2 separate regions of the Sus scrofa genome follow, and region 2 is linked to region 1. A link is a contact called in public Hi-C data. All regions are on one chromosome and are shown on one strand. The core of a region is the stretch at or near the end of the contact, and the rest is flanking DNA. Distances in the headings are between cores, read along the strand shown.

Region 1 (7,698 bases), core at 2,257-4,756:
CACCTTCGGGGTGACCAAACATCCCCATTTGTTGAGAACTATCCTAGGTTTAGCATCAACCATTAAAAAAAAAAAAAAAAATCCTCAGTTTTGAGAAAATCAGAAAAATTGGTCCCTCTATGTGACAGTGAGTGGCTGTTAAACAAAATATCCATCATCTATGAGGTGCCAAAGCCAAGTACTTCACAAATGTTACCTTATTTTTCTAATTAAGACAACACTAAAAGTAGTTATGACTATCCCATTTTACAGAAAAAGAGAAGAGGCTGAGAGAGGTAAGCAAAGACCATAGTTTGCCTTTGTCATGCCCCACACTGTATTGTTGTCTTAGGACCAGGTGGCACCTCCACACAGCAAGCTCTCAATAATACCATGGAATCAGTAATCACTTATCATCATCCTTCTAATGATGGATACACTCATCATCAGTGAATATGCCAGTGGTGGTTCTTGATAAAGCTACCAGGCATTTATAGGAAAGTCCATGTGATAGGCGGAACATAGAAAAAGCACATTTGCATGCACTGCTTTTAACTTGCTTTTCTGAAAGTGCCACCTTCAGAACAAACTGGAGATGTGAATGCCAACAAATTCAACATGCCTGTTCCCTCACATAGAAAATGCGGAGCCTTTCATAGCCTACACATTAAAAAATGACCAGACCCAAAGGATGTCTTCAGGTGGGACTTTCTGAACTAGCAGGACAGAGCCCAGGACATCAGGAAGACAAATCACACTTCTCAGCAAGGAGGCTCTCCTTAAAGGTCATCCTGCCGTTTGTTGACACTGAAATGTGGGAAACATTACTTACTCCCAACAACCCCCGTCTCAATGGTTACATTTTAGAATCTAAGTGTTCACTGTGTGCACTCCTTACATAGGATCTTTTTTTTTTTTAATGGCCACGGATGTGGCATATGGAAGTTCCCAGGCTAGGGGTTAAATCCAAGCAGCAGCTTTGGGCCTACACCACAGCCACAGCCAACACTAGATCCAATGGTGTTTACAACCTACACCACAGCTCAGGACAATGCTGGATCCTTAACCCACTAAGAGAGGCCAGGGATCAAGCCTGTATCCTCATGGATACTAGTTGGGTCCCTTACCACTGAGCTACAAGGGGAACTCCCTTACACAGTATATTTTTCTTTTTACATTGTTGTGACTGTAACTCTCATGATCACAAAGTATCCCCTATCTTCGGATTTCAAGCTTCTCTTTTTTTCCCTAAGCAAACACCAAATTCTTAGTCCAGGATTATAGAGATTAGAAAGCAACCCCCCCCCCCCATCCCACTCCTAAGGTAAAAGAAGTCAAACTACGTGGACCATTCCTCCCTATTTTAAAACAGAAGTTCTAGAGAGAGTTCTGGAGAGAGCTCAGGAGAGTTCTAAGAATGCTGGGCCTGAACGCCTCACCCCCAACACGCCCACCTCCAGCTGCCATTGTATGGAGATGTGGCCGAGCTATCTCTCCAGGTCCTCCCCAGAGGCTCCAGGCAGGAAGGCAGAGCGCCCCCCCTCCCCCGCCCCCGGGGGTGCCGTCTGGCTCCCCCATGAGGGGGAGGGGGAAACTGACAGCCACGGCCCCTTCCCCGGCGCCACATCCACGGTTAATCAGTTTACCTGGGATGTGTATTTGGCTGGACACCCCTGGGGACCTTCCCTGGCCACCCAGGGTCAAAGGATAACTTAAAAGCTCTTCAAAGCCTGGACCCTTTTCCGAGCCAGCCCAAGACTGGAGACCTGGGAGGGACAAGCTTGATGCTTCAAAGTGAGAACAAATGCGGAAGGATTTAGCACTTAGTAGGCAGTCAATAAATGTTAACTTTGTTTCTCAAGTCTGGGCTTTCTCTCCGCGACAAAAGCTGCCATGTCCATCCAAACCCGATCCCATCCCTTGTTGAAATTCCACAGGACTAGAGGTCCCATGCATTTTGAACTCGAGTTGCCACTTCCCTTTTTTCTCCCAGCCAGAAGCGCCGCCGAAGTCTTTCTTGGTACTTCATTCAGTTCATCTGTAAATCCGGGCAAGGGGCACAGGCTTGCGGTCCTTCCCAGGTCTGACATTCAAAGGAGATAGAAAATTGTGCCCAGCACGATTATTTCTAACCCCAGCCCTCGGGGACAAGAGGAGACTCAACTGTGAATCTGCGGCAAAGTCTCCACTTAAGTCCGACATTATAAAGAAGCGGCTCTGGGCTTCCGGTGTTCTGACACCGACCAAGGGTACGCTTCCGACGAAGCCCTGGGCACCTCCATCCACCGACCAACACAATGTCACAACACGCTCGGGCCCCCAGGCACCCGCCTCACACCTCGTGCTGGCCCCGGTTCAACCCATCTCCATTGCTCCTCTGGTCCCTCGTTTGTTCCCGGTGTGAAATCCACGACCGGAAAATCTGCCACCGCAAAGTATCCTCCAGCTTGGATGCCAAATGGCCCAGAAGATCGTGGGCCTAAGCCTTGTAATCAGTCCCGGGCTGGGGCTCTGAGCCGGGCCAGGAGGAAGCGGGCGCAGCAACCCGGTGGTCGCAGCGCAGTGCACCGAGGGCTCGAGGGGCGCACGGCGGCCCAGTCACCCGAGGCCTGGGGCTGCGCGGAGGACGCACTCAGACCCGTATCCCTGCAGCTTTCTCTCCCTTCCAGAAAAGGATCTAGAGGACACGCCCACCCTCACCTAAAATAACTGGGCTCCGGGGGCTGTGCCCTTCACCGCCACCATCGCCCTGGCCTCCAAGTTGTCCTCCCGTTTGCTTTCCTCAGAAACTCGCGCAACCCTCTCCTCACCCCCCCCCCCACATACTTGTTTAAAATTAAAAGTCCCTAACAGGAATCATGACGGCCCCCGTTCCCTACCAACTGCCCGGGTACTCGCGCTCAGCACTCACCGAGATTAGGGTGTCGGGCGGCGGGGTTGGCCCGGCCGGGCAGGCTGTGCAGGACCGGGCTGTCGAAGGGACCGGCGGAGGCGGCGGCGGCCGCGGCCCAAGACGCTCCCACGTCGGCCATGTAGGCGGGGTAGGGGCTGGAGTAGGAGCCCGCGAAGCCGGCTCGCCCATACTGCTCGCGGCCCGCCAGGCCCGCGCCCGCCGCCCCGCCGCCACTGCTGTAGGCCGCGGCTTCCCGGGCCGCGGCGGCGGCGGCGGCGGCGGCCAAGGACCCGGTGGTGCCCGGGAAGGAGAAGCGCGGCGACACGGGCGGCGGGGTGTAAGCGGCTCCCTCGGCTCCCGCCTGGCTCCAGCCCGGGCTGCCCTGCTGGGTCCCGGGCCCAGCGCCCGACGGCGCGGCACTGGAGCTGCCGCCCGAGGCGGCCCCGGCCGCGGCGCCCCCGCCTCCGCCCTGGAGGTAGGACAGGCCGAGCACAGAGGAGGGCACGCGCGGCGTGGGCACGTAGACGGGCGAGGACGCGGCGCCTGCGCTGTGCATGAAGGGGCCCGGGCCGCCCGCCTCATAGGGCCCCGGAGGCGGGCCGTGGTTGGCGGCCATGGCCAGGCTCTGGTACATCGCCCCGCGCGCTCGCAGCGTCCGAGTCCTCGGGCCAAGAAGCAAGGCGGGGAAAGAAAATAATAACAAAAAAATATAAATACGAATAATAATGTACAGGCGAGGGGCTGTCACAAAAACGAAGATCAAAAATCAAAGGTAAAAAACCACAAATCCTTCAAAAAATATGTACGTATTAAATAAATCCAGCAAAAGCGTCTAAGCTCGGGTTTACTCAGAAAAATCCCAAATTGAATTTGTGGTCGTTCCCAGGGGTGGTGAAGGAAGAGCCGAATCCACTGCAGGGCCTGGAGGTCCCGGAGACGGAGGGAAGCGCCTGGGCGTGGGTGTGGGGCTCCCGCCGGTCTCACGCGGGCCGGGCTGGTCCCTGCGAGGCGCCGCCGTTTTCAGGGCACCCAGGCCTGGGGCGCAGGGTGCGGTAAGCTGGCTCCAAGGCCGAGGGGCCCGGCTGGCTCCTTTCCTCCGCGATGCAGCCGCGGTCCTAAGGGAGAACGACATAGAGGGAAAAATGTTCATCTGGATTTTTCGGAGCTCATTTCCCCTAAGCCTGATAGCTTCTTCCGCCCTGCAAACAAAACCGCCAGTCTTGGGGGCCCAGCTTCGGAGGCCACACGGTTCCGTGGGAAGCTGTTCTGCAGAGGCCATGGAGTCTGGTTACCTGAGGGACGCCATGGGGAGCGGCGCCTTAGAAACGGGACTTCTTGGTTATTGGACGTCTAACTATTTGTTGTGATCTCAGGTTTGTTTTTGTTGTTGTTTTTTGTATTGCTTCTTAGGAAGAACTTTAATTTTACCTTATTGCTAGCGTATTCTTGTTATAATATTTTAAAAGTCCAAGTGTTTCGGGTTTTCCTGCCGTGCCTAGTTCCCAGGAAATCTCGCTCATCTCTGTTATCCTACCCTTCCGCAACTGATCCTGGCCATGAAAGAACTTTATTGCCTATGGAAGACAATGACAAACTTTATAAAAACCAGAAACGTATGAAATTGTTCTTCGCAATTTTTTTTTTAACTAGAGGCAGAGTCTAAACATTTATAAATGAGCACAGCGTCTGCTAAATCTCGGTGAAAAGGTTTGTGGAATCTCTTGTCCATACACTATGTAGACATCAAATCAGACAAGACACACGTTTCTTGCAAACAGTTTTATTTTGGAGATTTTGCAGACTAGATATTAAGATGAGAAAAGTGAGGGTCACTTTGCAAAAAACTACAGTATTCACTGGACCATACCACTTCACTGAATAGAATTTTCATATGGAATCACTGCTCCACCTGTGTAGGGGATCAGAACACCAAAGAAACTGCTTCAGGGAAAGAACAGTTTGAAGGACTTGCTTATATCCTTGCATCCTGTGTTTTGATTTCACCAGGCAATTTTTCTGATAAAACTAAGAGCTCCATATTCTGAAGCGCCTGCTTGGTTTCAGTTCATTTTTCTCCACAACTCCACCAAGCAAAAGTGTCTCTCCTAATTTTACCAAAGAGGGAACTGAAGCATCAGAAAGTTTTGAAACTCCTCTAACATCAAAATACAATTAAAGGGAGTGGGGGACAGGATCTATGGGACTTCAGGGGTTTAAGGCTGTCCAGCCTATGCCCATTTTTCTCCTTAAGAAAAGGCAGCTACTCTTAACAATGGTTTCTGTTTTATTGCAATAGTAGATTTACAAAGATATTAACTATGTACTAATACCTACTCTGCCACTTAATGACTGACTTTAGATTTACTTAACTTTTCTGTGCCTCAGTTTCCTGTTTGCAAAAATTCAAATAGTAAAGGTAACTATATTGTAGGATCATTATGAGTGAGGATTATAAAATAATACATGTAAAGCTCTTATAACACAGTCTTATAAAACTTTTATAACAGGCACAAGGAAAGAGAATTTCTAATACACACTATATAATGCTTTTCACTATTTTTGCAACATTACTAATGATAATAAAACTAATATATAGTAGTATGTTAAATATTAAATAGTTTATTATCTGCTTTCAAAACTATACAATAAATTATTGGTTTGGTGGCCATTTCCTTCCAGTGAGAAGTTTGGTTTAAGGGTGGATATAAAAAAATTTGATCTGAGATTATCAACTTTCACCTTTGAAAATGAAGGCAAAAAATTAATACCTATAAGAACCTCTGGGCTTCAATAAGTAAATGCATACGTTTACCTTAATAAAAAATTTTAGTATTTAATTTTACAATCAAATAGTTGACCTATTTCATTGTATTTTCTGGAATACTGCAGTTCTAAAACAAATGTCTTAAATTTCTTTTCTCACATAGCTGCAGGAAAGGAAGATTTATAATGTTGTAATCCAACTTCCAATACACATACAGATGCTAACTTAACAAGCTTTAAAATGTAAACGCTAAAAATGCCATAAATCTAACATTTGTCTTTATTACATTCTCTGCTTTTTTAAATGGCTGATAACATTACCTCCTAGTTGGATTACTGAATAATAGAAGGTGGAGAAAATACCACTGTATACCTTTCGGTTAAGACAAGAAATTACTCCCTTGAAAGGCTCCTGCTGCTGTAACCGAGCCTTGTGCAGGCCACCCTGGAGGAAGCTGAGCTCCTGAGAATCGTATAAGAGATCTGGCCTCGCTGGGGGAGATCCAGGCTTGTGCTTCAGTTTTCTCTCATCCTCACTCATCCCAGTTCACCCTTCCTTCATAGGCCAGACAGAAATGCTTTCTTCCTTACAGATTTAGCTCAGATCAGATTTCTGATCTATTTCTGAGAGCCGGGAGGATCGAGAGCGCCCTGAAGTTCCCGTCCTGGTTCAGGGCACTCCTGCTCTTTCAGCTCAGCTGGCGCCTTCGCCCTCGCCTGCAGCGCAGAAAACTGTCACATATAAGGCACACACTAGCCGGCAATAATGAAGGTGGCCGGGGACGCGGAGATCCAGAAGTGAGGGGCATCACCCCGACACCCCTTCCTTTTTTCTTTAAAACCTTTCTTCTTTAAAAGTCTGAAACTTGCTCCAGGCTGCAGTTCCTTTTCTGAGAAACACAGGAAATACTTCCCCGAGGCGCTCGTCAACCTTCCCCAGCAGCGCCGGCCCGACTCCCGCCAGCCCTGAGTCCCTCACCACCCTCTTTTCCCCAACCGCAAGGGCCCTTGTTTTCTCAACCTGGTGGCAGTTCACCACCTGGGAATCTCCTCTCCCCTGGTGACCCCACCCCCAAAGCCAAAGACAATTTCGTGGACCCGGGGTGGCTATCCGTGGCCAGCGGAGGGACACCACTGCTCTCTGATCGAGTTACAACCTTCAGCTAATTTCACCCAAAAGCAGCGTGGGTGAGGTTGCTGGCGTCGTGAGGCACCCCAGACAGGGTCTAGGAGGCATAAAAAGTGCGGGCGCTCAGCAGCCATTCCCGACTTCGGAGCGCCTCCCCGGGGCTCAGGCCCAGGTGTGCCGCCTCCCACCGCCACTCTGTCGCCCAAGGGCAACAGTCTTGGGTCTGAGTTCCTCCGTGTTGGTGCCGCCGTGAGGCCTGAGCCAGTCAGTTGGTCAGGGTGATTCCTCATGGCCATCATCACCACCCAGGCCCAGGCCTGCGAGGTGCAAACAAGAGCTGGGGAATGTGCACGCGGGGCCGGGGATTTAAAACGTTCAAGTTCACACAAAAAGAATCCAGAAGCACTTCGAATATTCCTCTCCGGTCTCCCCGCAAATCTTACTCTGCTTTAAAGAAGCTGCTAAACCAAATTAGAGCAGTAGAGCAGGCTCCGAGCAAGGTTAAGGAGGGGGAGTGACCATCTCCGTCCCACCCGCTTGTTGCCTCTTTACTCCCAGGGAAACTGGCGCGGGGGAGACCAGAGTTCCGCGGTCGGAGGGAAAGAGCAAGAAAAGGATGGAAAAGACCATACCTGCCCCGGCTGGAGCTTCCCGGAGGCCGGCGCGCGCTCCTCTGGGGACACCGGAGCTTCGGCGGCGGCGGAGCTCTCGCAGCCTCCCAGCCGGCCGCCTCGGAGTCCCCCTGCTTGCGGCGCGACTCCCCTCACCCCTGCGCTCCCGCTCGCCAGCGCTGACTGGCCGGCGGGAGTCACGTGCAAGGGCAGGGGGCGGGGGTGCGCCGCGGCGGCTGCACCGCCGCTGAGCGCCCGGCTGCGGGGCTGTTCAAAAATCTACCCCAGCAGGCAAAGTCCAGGCGCAGGGATCTCCTAGTAAA
Region 2 (7,371 bases), core at 2,540-5,039, 33 kb before region 1:
GCTTTTTAGATCACCTCTCCAGTCCAAATGGGGCACAACCCAATTATTCTATTTCTTTTTAATCATGGAAAATTTTAAGGATATTCAAGAATGGCCAGAATAGGAAAATGAACTCTTATTTAATCATCACTCAATTTCCAACAATTTGTGACCAATCATATCTACCTTGCCCCACTTGCCCCCATCCTGGGTTTTTTTTTAAAGAAAATCTCAGATATTCCGTCGTTTCATTCGTACATATTTCAGTACGTGCCTCTCACAGATAAAGATTCACACTCTTTTCCTTTCAAAGATAAGCAAACCAGCTTCTTTTCAGTTCATCTAAAGAAGGCTGCACAAACAAAGTTCTCTCAACTCATTCCTCTTTTTTAGAGGGGAGGGTCCCTTTCCCCCCAACACTCATTGTTTTACATGGGGGGGACTGAACCTCATTCCAGGAGCCCTCCTAGCAGTCCTGGTCTCCCTACTGGATCCTGACCTCATGCTGCCTTGAGAATCTAACAAGGAAACTTGCCTTAAAAACTCCTTCTCATTTGCAACACAGGCCGGGTTACACACAGTCAACCAACTATTTTACAGACCGAGGGAAAGGCACTGGAGGTCAGCACGTATGTCTTTGTCACCAACAAATATTTACTTGAGCATCTGCTATATAAGCATTCCAGTAGATGTTACAGGAGCTAAGAGGAAACCTTACTCTTAGAATGCTGGTGATCTGTTAATCAAATTGGGTATTCAGGTGGCAGAGACCTCGTTTAGGGTAGTAAGTGCAGAAGTCCGACCTGCATCGAAGAATCAGGTGTTACAACAGCAACCAAAAGAAGGATGGAAGGTCAAGGCCGTGCTTCCTAAAAGCCCCCATCAGACATGCCACGTCTCCCCATAACTCACCACACCTCCAAATGGGCAGAGTTTCAATATTTTCTACCAGAGTCTTGTCATCCAACCCACTCAATGAAACATGACGCAATTGTAAATGATTATGAGAAAGACACCATTAACAAGAAAGAAAAAATGTTTACATCTCAAGTTAAATGAAAAATGCAGCACACAAAACACTGTGAGGACATCTGAGACCGCCAGAAAGGAACTTCTAATAGGCTAATCAATTGTGTGGACTTTTCTTTTTAAAAACACCACGCTGGAGTTCCTGTCGTGGCGCAGTGGTTAACGAATCCGACTAGGAACCATGAGGTTGCGGGTTCGGTCCCTGTCCTTGCTCAGTGGGTTAATGATCCGGCGTTGCCGTGAGCTGTGGTGTAGGTTGCAGACGTGGCTCGGATCCAGCGTTGCTGTGCCTTGGTGTAGGCCAGTAGCTACAGCTCCGATTTGACCCCTAGCCTGGGAACCTCCATATGCCGCGGGAGCGGCCCAAGAAATAGCAAAAAGACAAAAAAATAAATAAATAAATAAAAATAAAAAATAATAAAATAAAAACACCATGCTGTAATGTTATAACTGCTTAGTTTTAAAAATATGATAAAAAAATAAGAACAAAATAAAAACTTTTTTTGATCATCTCAAGTAACTCCCAGGACACTGCGGGGGAAGGAACTGGTTTACCTTCATACATCTGACACATACATATATTTCCCCCCTTGGACTGAAGAAAGGAGAGAATGTTCAGACCCTGTACCTTCAGCACTCTGTCTAGAGGAAGCAGGAGGCGACAGGCTGTGAGCCCCACGCCAGCACTAACATCTGGTGGTGTGAACCTTGGGAACAACCATCTCAATAGAAAGGCACTGGGTGGAACTTCCCGAAGACAAGTGGGCAGCAGCCTGAAGCCAGTTTCTCAGCCTGATGTCTAATGAGGAAGGGCAGAGAAATGGCCTTGATTTGTGAAAGCCCCACCCACCCAATGTGCGGCACCAAGCAGGAATTGGACCAACCACTTAGAAGGCAGTGGGAATCTCTTGGAAGTGGGTCAGTGTTACCCCACATTCAGAGGAAAGACTTGTAATAATAGTTGTAAAGTACTTTGCAAATAAGAGGAAAAACTCACAACAATGGCTGTAAAGTGCTTTGCAAACACCAAATGAGATAACAGTGATGGGTTATTGTTAGTGTTGGAGGGTTGGTAGAGAGTGGGAAAGACCTGGGAGAACCTTGGTGTGGGGATACTGGGGTGGGGGGGTGCTGATAAAAGAGCCAGGAGATTTGGGAGTCTGACCTTTTCTCAGAACTGTAAACTGTGTATCACTCTCAGACTTGGCCCAGGACTTGGGCAGGGAGTGAACTTGAGGCAGGTTAACTGTATAAACTTATGAAGCCTCGGAACTGCTGCACATGAGAAAGAGTAATTCACAATCATTTTAGCAACCAAAGGACAAAATGAACTGTGCCCTTGCCCCTATTTAAAATGTTTTTGTTTTTTTTTGTTGTTGTTGTTGTTTTTTTTTTTTTTAATTTTGGTTTTCTTGCTTTTTAGGGCCCACACTTGCAGCATATGGAAGTTCCCAGGCTAGGGGTCAAATTGGAGCTGTAGCTGCCGGCCTACATTACAGCCACAGCAATGTGGGATCCTTAACCCACTGAGCGAGGCCAGGGATCAAACCCACATCCTCATGGATACCAGTTGGGTTTGTAACCCACTGAGCCATGACGGAAACTCCTAAAATTTTTTTTTTTAACAAACAAACCCAGCCTGATTTCTTTTGCCTCCAATTTAAGTTTGGATATTCCTAGAAATTAAGGCAAACTACTCCCACTCAAGTGCCTGGAAGAAAAATGTGTGCCAGGAGGTTGACGGATCCCACCCTGACTTCCCCAGGGAGAAGTGACACAATCGCAGGCAGGGACCTGACCTCTCCCAACCAGCTCCATCCATCTTGGGGAACCCACCCACTGACTAGCAAGTCAGGGCCGGGAGGGGGAAGGCAGGGGAGGGAAAGAGGGGAGGTGGGAGAGAAGGGAGAGGTCTCAGCTGGGGATGGGGGGGGCAACACCCAGTGGGCACTTCCCGGTAGCTGCTTTGCCTCCCATAGGCTGGAGAGAGCAAAGGCTGATGGGTGCCACCACTCGTGTGCCAGCTCACTGGGTCAGTGCCACAGAGCTGCCTGTCATGCCCTCCATCCTCGGAGGGGCTTCCACTTGCTAGGGAAGCTAGGTCTTGGGCCAGAGCCCGGTTGGAGAAACCCTCCTTTCGTTCACCCTCATGCCGAGTCCATCTGGAATCTGTGTGGCTGGTGGGCATGCCAGAGCCCAAACATGTGCCATGCGTCTGCTCTACCTGCCTTTGTAGTAAGAGCTGGACTTAGAGATATATTAGATAAAACTGGGGTAAAAAGCCTTGCTCAGAGTTGTAGTCCAGCTGGGGATATACAACTTAAAGCAAGTAATTATGTTCAATGTGACAACTGCAATGGTGCCTGGGCTGTAGCGCTGGCCCCCACTTCCACCAGCACCTCCCAAGCTGTCCTCTCTGGGGAGAGAAGGCGCAGAAACACAGTGGAGATCACCCATGCCTCAGGCAGCGATTCAACGCTGCAAGGCTGCAAATCGAGACCATAGGCAAAGAGGGGAGGGGCCTCCCAGAGACCTCCCGAAGCCAAAGGGGTTTCAGAACAAAGTCCCAGGCAACACCCCGAAGTCCCTTGCTGAACCCCAGTCCTGAGTCCCATCCAAAGTTCAGCAGGTTGTGCCTGGACTTCCTGACAGGCTCTGTCCCCCAGGCTGGCGCCTGGGTCTAGGGCACAAGAAGCAAACAAACCCGAAGTTTGGGGGCAGCTCTGGAGCCTTTAGTCTTCTGGGCTTTGTCAGGCCCGCCTGACAGGCAGTCACTGCGGGGAGGGCTTAGCGCTGGCGGCTGGCAGGACCAGAGCACCTATTTTGGAAGCTCCTGCTGAACAGGCACAGTTCCCACCAGGCCAGCGGAGCTGCTCTGTGAGCCCAGAAGAGAACGCACGGCCCAAGCAGAGTCTCCGCCACATCCCACCCACTGCCAAGAGAGCCTAGGCAGCTTAGAAATTTACAAACAAGGAAACTGAGAAGAACCAACATGAAACAGCACACTGCATTTCTTAATAGCCACTGGGTAATATGACAGACCTTTAAACTTTTCTCCGGGTGAATATTGTAATTACACTGGAAATAGATTTTCCACCCCACCCCAACACACACACAGAGAAAACATCAGCATTCACCTAGAAGCCTGGCTTTTTAGGCTTCAGGTAAGAGGTAAATCCACAGCCAGGTTAAAAAAACAAAAGACAAAGAAGATACTCTGAAAGAAAGGAACAAAAGCACCAAAACCAAGAAACAAAGGAGGGAAAGAAAAAGAGAGAAAAGAGAGAAAGGAAGGAAAGAAGGAAGGAAGGAAGGAAGGAAGGAAAGAAGGAAGGAAGGAAGCTGAAGAACCACCTCTTGCCTTAACAGACTGGAGGAAAATATTTACAGCATGTTGCCAGGAGTTAATTCCCCCTAATGTGCCAGGAGAAATTACACATCCCACAGAGAAAGATGAGGTGAAGACTCGGCTGGGCCCTGTCACCGAAGGAGCTGTGGGGAGAGTCAAGTGTCTGTCTTCCATCCTGTCGCTTCTCCCATGAAGATCTACAAGCGCCCAAGTATCTAGTACATTCCTATCCAGGCTGTGTTCACAGCAGGGACAGAGTAGGAGGGTGCCTCCCAAAAAGGAATGTTACTGGAGTTCAGAGAAGTCAGGTCTTGCCTAGGAAATAGCAGAGCTGGGATTTCAACCCAGACTGACTAGCTAGCTTCTTAGCCCCAGGCCCAGCAACACACAGCTTCTGCCAGCAGACCTTCCTGTCAGGGACCCCAATCCTTTCCCTAGCAGCAGACAATGTCAATAGGAACAGTTCGAAAACTAGTACATGAAAGACAGCCTAGGGTCACGACAGAAGTTACCACGAGGACCATAAGAAGCCCAGGGTCAGCACATACTCTGTTGACCCAGCTCATCTGATCACAGAAGCAGCTCAAGGCACATCTGTTTCAATGCTCTTCATCCAGCACACCGGCTAGGGAGCTGCCTCCCAGCCTTCCTCTCCATGGCCTTCAAGAATCCCCACACATAGGGATACAATTACAGCGTGAAGATTTCCCCACGATGCAGAGGGTCACTCATGAGTCCAGGAGAAATTTCTTGGTGCTTTTTTTTTTTTTTTTTTTTGACCCTTGGTCTTGATGGCATCCCGAGCCTTCTGCATTGTGCAAAGTTAGGTCCATGAAGGATACTGACTCCTGTATGGCTATTAAGTTCTTAGGAATTCCTGCTGTGGTGCAGCAGAAAGGAACCCACCTACTATCCATGAGGACTTGGGTTCTATCCCCGGCCTTGCTCAGTTGGGTTGGGGATCCGGCGTTGCCACAAGCTGTAGTGGAGATCACAGATAGAGCTCAGATCTGGCGTGGCTGTGGCTGTGGCGTAGGCCGGCAGCTACAGCTTTGATTTGATCCCTAGCCTGGGAACTTCCATATGCTGCAGGTGTGGCCTTAAAAAGCAAAAAAATGTAAAGAATTAAAAAAAAAAAAAAGTTCTACAGCGTTAGGTTCTGAGAACATGACTTGATTGACTAGATTGGAAGTTAAACACCGCAGACTCCTGGATGGAGAGGGTCACCGTGGCCCCTTCCCACCTGTGATCCATGGGCGGGGAGACCGTCTTCAAAGGGGCAAATGAAAAAAGCAAAGGAGGGAACACTCAAAGATAGTGTTATCATTTGATTTCTATTTTAAAACTCTCCCTAAGAGATATGTTGCCCTTCTAACAAGAAATGTTTCTACAAACACCGTTTTGCCCAGCAGTCTCCTCGTCCTCTGCCCACCACCCACCCCACCCCCAGCCGCCGCCTCCTGTCCATTACCCCCCAGTGAATGAGCTGTCTGGAGTCCTCCCCAGGGACTGGGGGAAAAGCCTGCGGACATGAGTGAAGACTAGCCAGGCTGCAAGAGCCTGGGTCTCTACTGGCTGCTGCATCCAGCAGACACCCTGCTGGCACCACGTGTCCTCTTAAACCTGTAACCACCACTCTCTTCTTCATCATCATCATCATCCAGAATGGGGACACTTCTGAGGCAAAGGTGCTTATTACTAATTATTCTGGGACAATAGGCTTAAAATCAGATGTATGGCCACTCTTGACGGAACTCAGGTAGGAATCCCACAGCCCCGCCACACTCACTCCCTCCCACTTTGGTCCCCTGCTCCCCAGTGTCACCACTTCCAGACAAGGTACATACAGAATGCAAGGAAAGGAGGCAACAATTACTCTAAATGCTGGGTTTTCTAGTTGGCCACTAACTGGTTCAGGCTGGGCTTGGCCCTCAGCTCAGCTATAGCCACGGGAACCTGGACTAGGCATCAGCAATGGAAATGTTTGCTACTTCCTGGACTCCAGGTACTACGCACAAACCCTACCCTTCCTTCTCTGGACTTGGTAAGCTCTGAACAGCCCCTCATCATTGGTTACCCACCCCCCACCCCATGCCAGCTCTAAGGCTCCTGAATGCAGGCAGACAGTCTTGAAAGCTGTAAGAGATGTTTGGGTGATTCCAGGGACATTCAGTGAAAGAAACCAAGGTCCAGCGATGGTGAGTGACTCACCTAAACTTCTGCAACATTTCGTGACCTGATCTTCGCCCTCGTCAGCACCATGCTGCTCTCCGGCTGAATCATTCCACATACAGTGCTCAGCACAAAACAGAAACTTAACGCATTTTGACTGATCAGATTTTAACAAAACCCAATGCCCTAAAGTATCTAATAGGCAGCAGGCCTGCCAGTAGGATGGAGTAAAATCTGTAGGCTCTGATCCTCGCCCACTTGACTGCCTGGCCACTGTGATGTACATTCCTGGACACACATAATAATTCAGCTGAGAGGATTATCTACAGACATACATATATAATATGTGTATATATAATATATACAGTTGAATGGGTGGATATGGAAAAGTACTCCATAATGCATTAAAAATCAGCCCACTCTGTTTTTTTTTTTTATGGACGCATTCATGGCACATGGAAGTTCCCCCAGCCAGGGACTGAATCTGAGCCACAGCTTTAACCTCCATCACAGCTGCAGCAATGCCAGATCCTTTAACCTGCTGTGCTGGGGATCAAACTGGCATCTCTCCAGCAACCCAAGCCACAGCAGTCGGATTTTTTTTTTTTTGTCTTTTGTCTATTTAGGGCCAAACCCGAGGCAAATAGAGGTTCCCAGGGGTTGAATCGGAGCTGTAGCTGCTGGCCTAACCCACAGCCAAAGCAACGCAGGATCCAAGCTGCATCTGTGACCTACCCCACAGCTCACGGCAATGCCAGGTCCTTAAACCGCTGAGTGAGGCCAGGGATCGAAGCCCTGTCCTCACTAGTCGGGTTCATTAACCACTGAGCCATGACCGGAAC

What was found. A called contact is a pair of places that touch in the nucleus more often than the background predicts.
Region 2: a contact with region 1 is called in a Hi-C map of heart right ventricle, with 5 times the contacts expected there. The contact joins the enhancer-like site here to the promoter of GATA4 in region 1. A contact is called at or near these places in 4 of 47 Hi-C or Micro-C datasets (embryonic fibroblasts, epiblast stem cells, fetal heart ventricle and 1 more).

What each region holds. Positions count from the first base shown.
Region 1 is chr14:14,884,461-14,892,158 of Sscrofa11.1, reverse strand. GATA4 (GATA binding protein 4) reads right to left here and starts at 3,506. Exons shown (of 6, transcript NM_214293.1): 1 at 2,891-3,506. The coding sequence starts at 3,506.
Region 2 is chr14:14,918,334-14,925,704 of Sscrofa11.1, reverse strand. All of the region lies in intron 1 of GATA4 (GATA binding protein 4), which reads right to left. Among named protein-coding and RNA genes, the nearest start is that of NEIL2, 23 kb to the left of the region's middle. Within about 2 kb of position 3,789, at least 8 of the 83 cell types and tissues checked have an H3K27ac peak or open chromatin away from gene starts, as enhancers often do.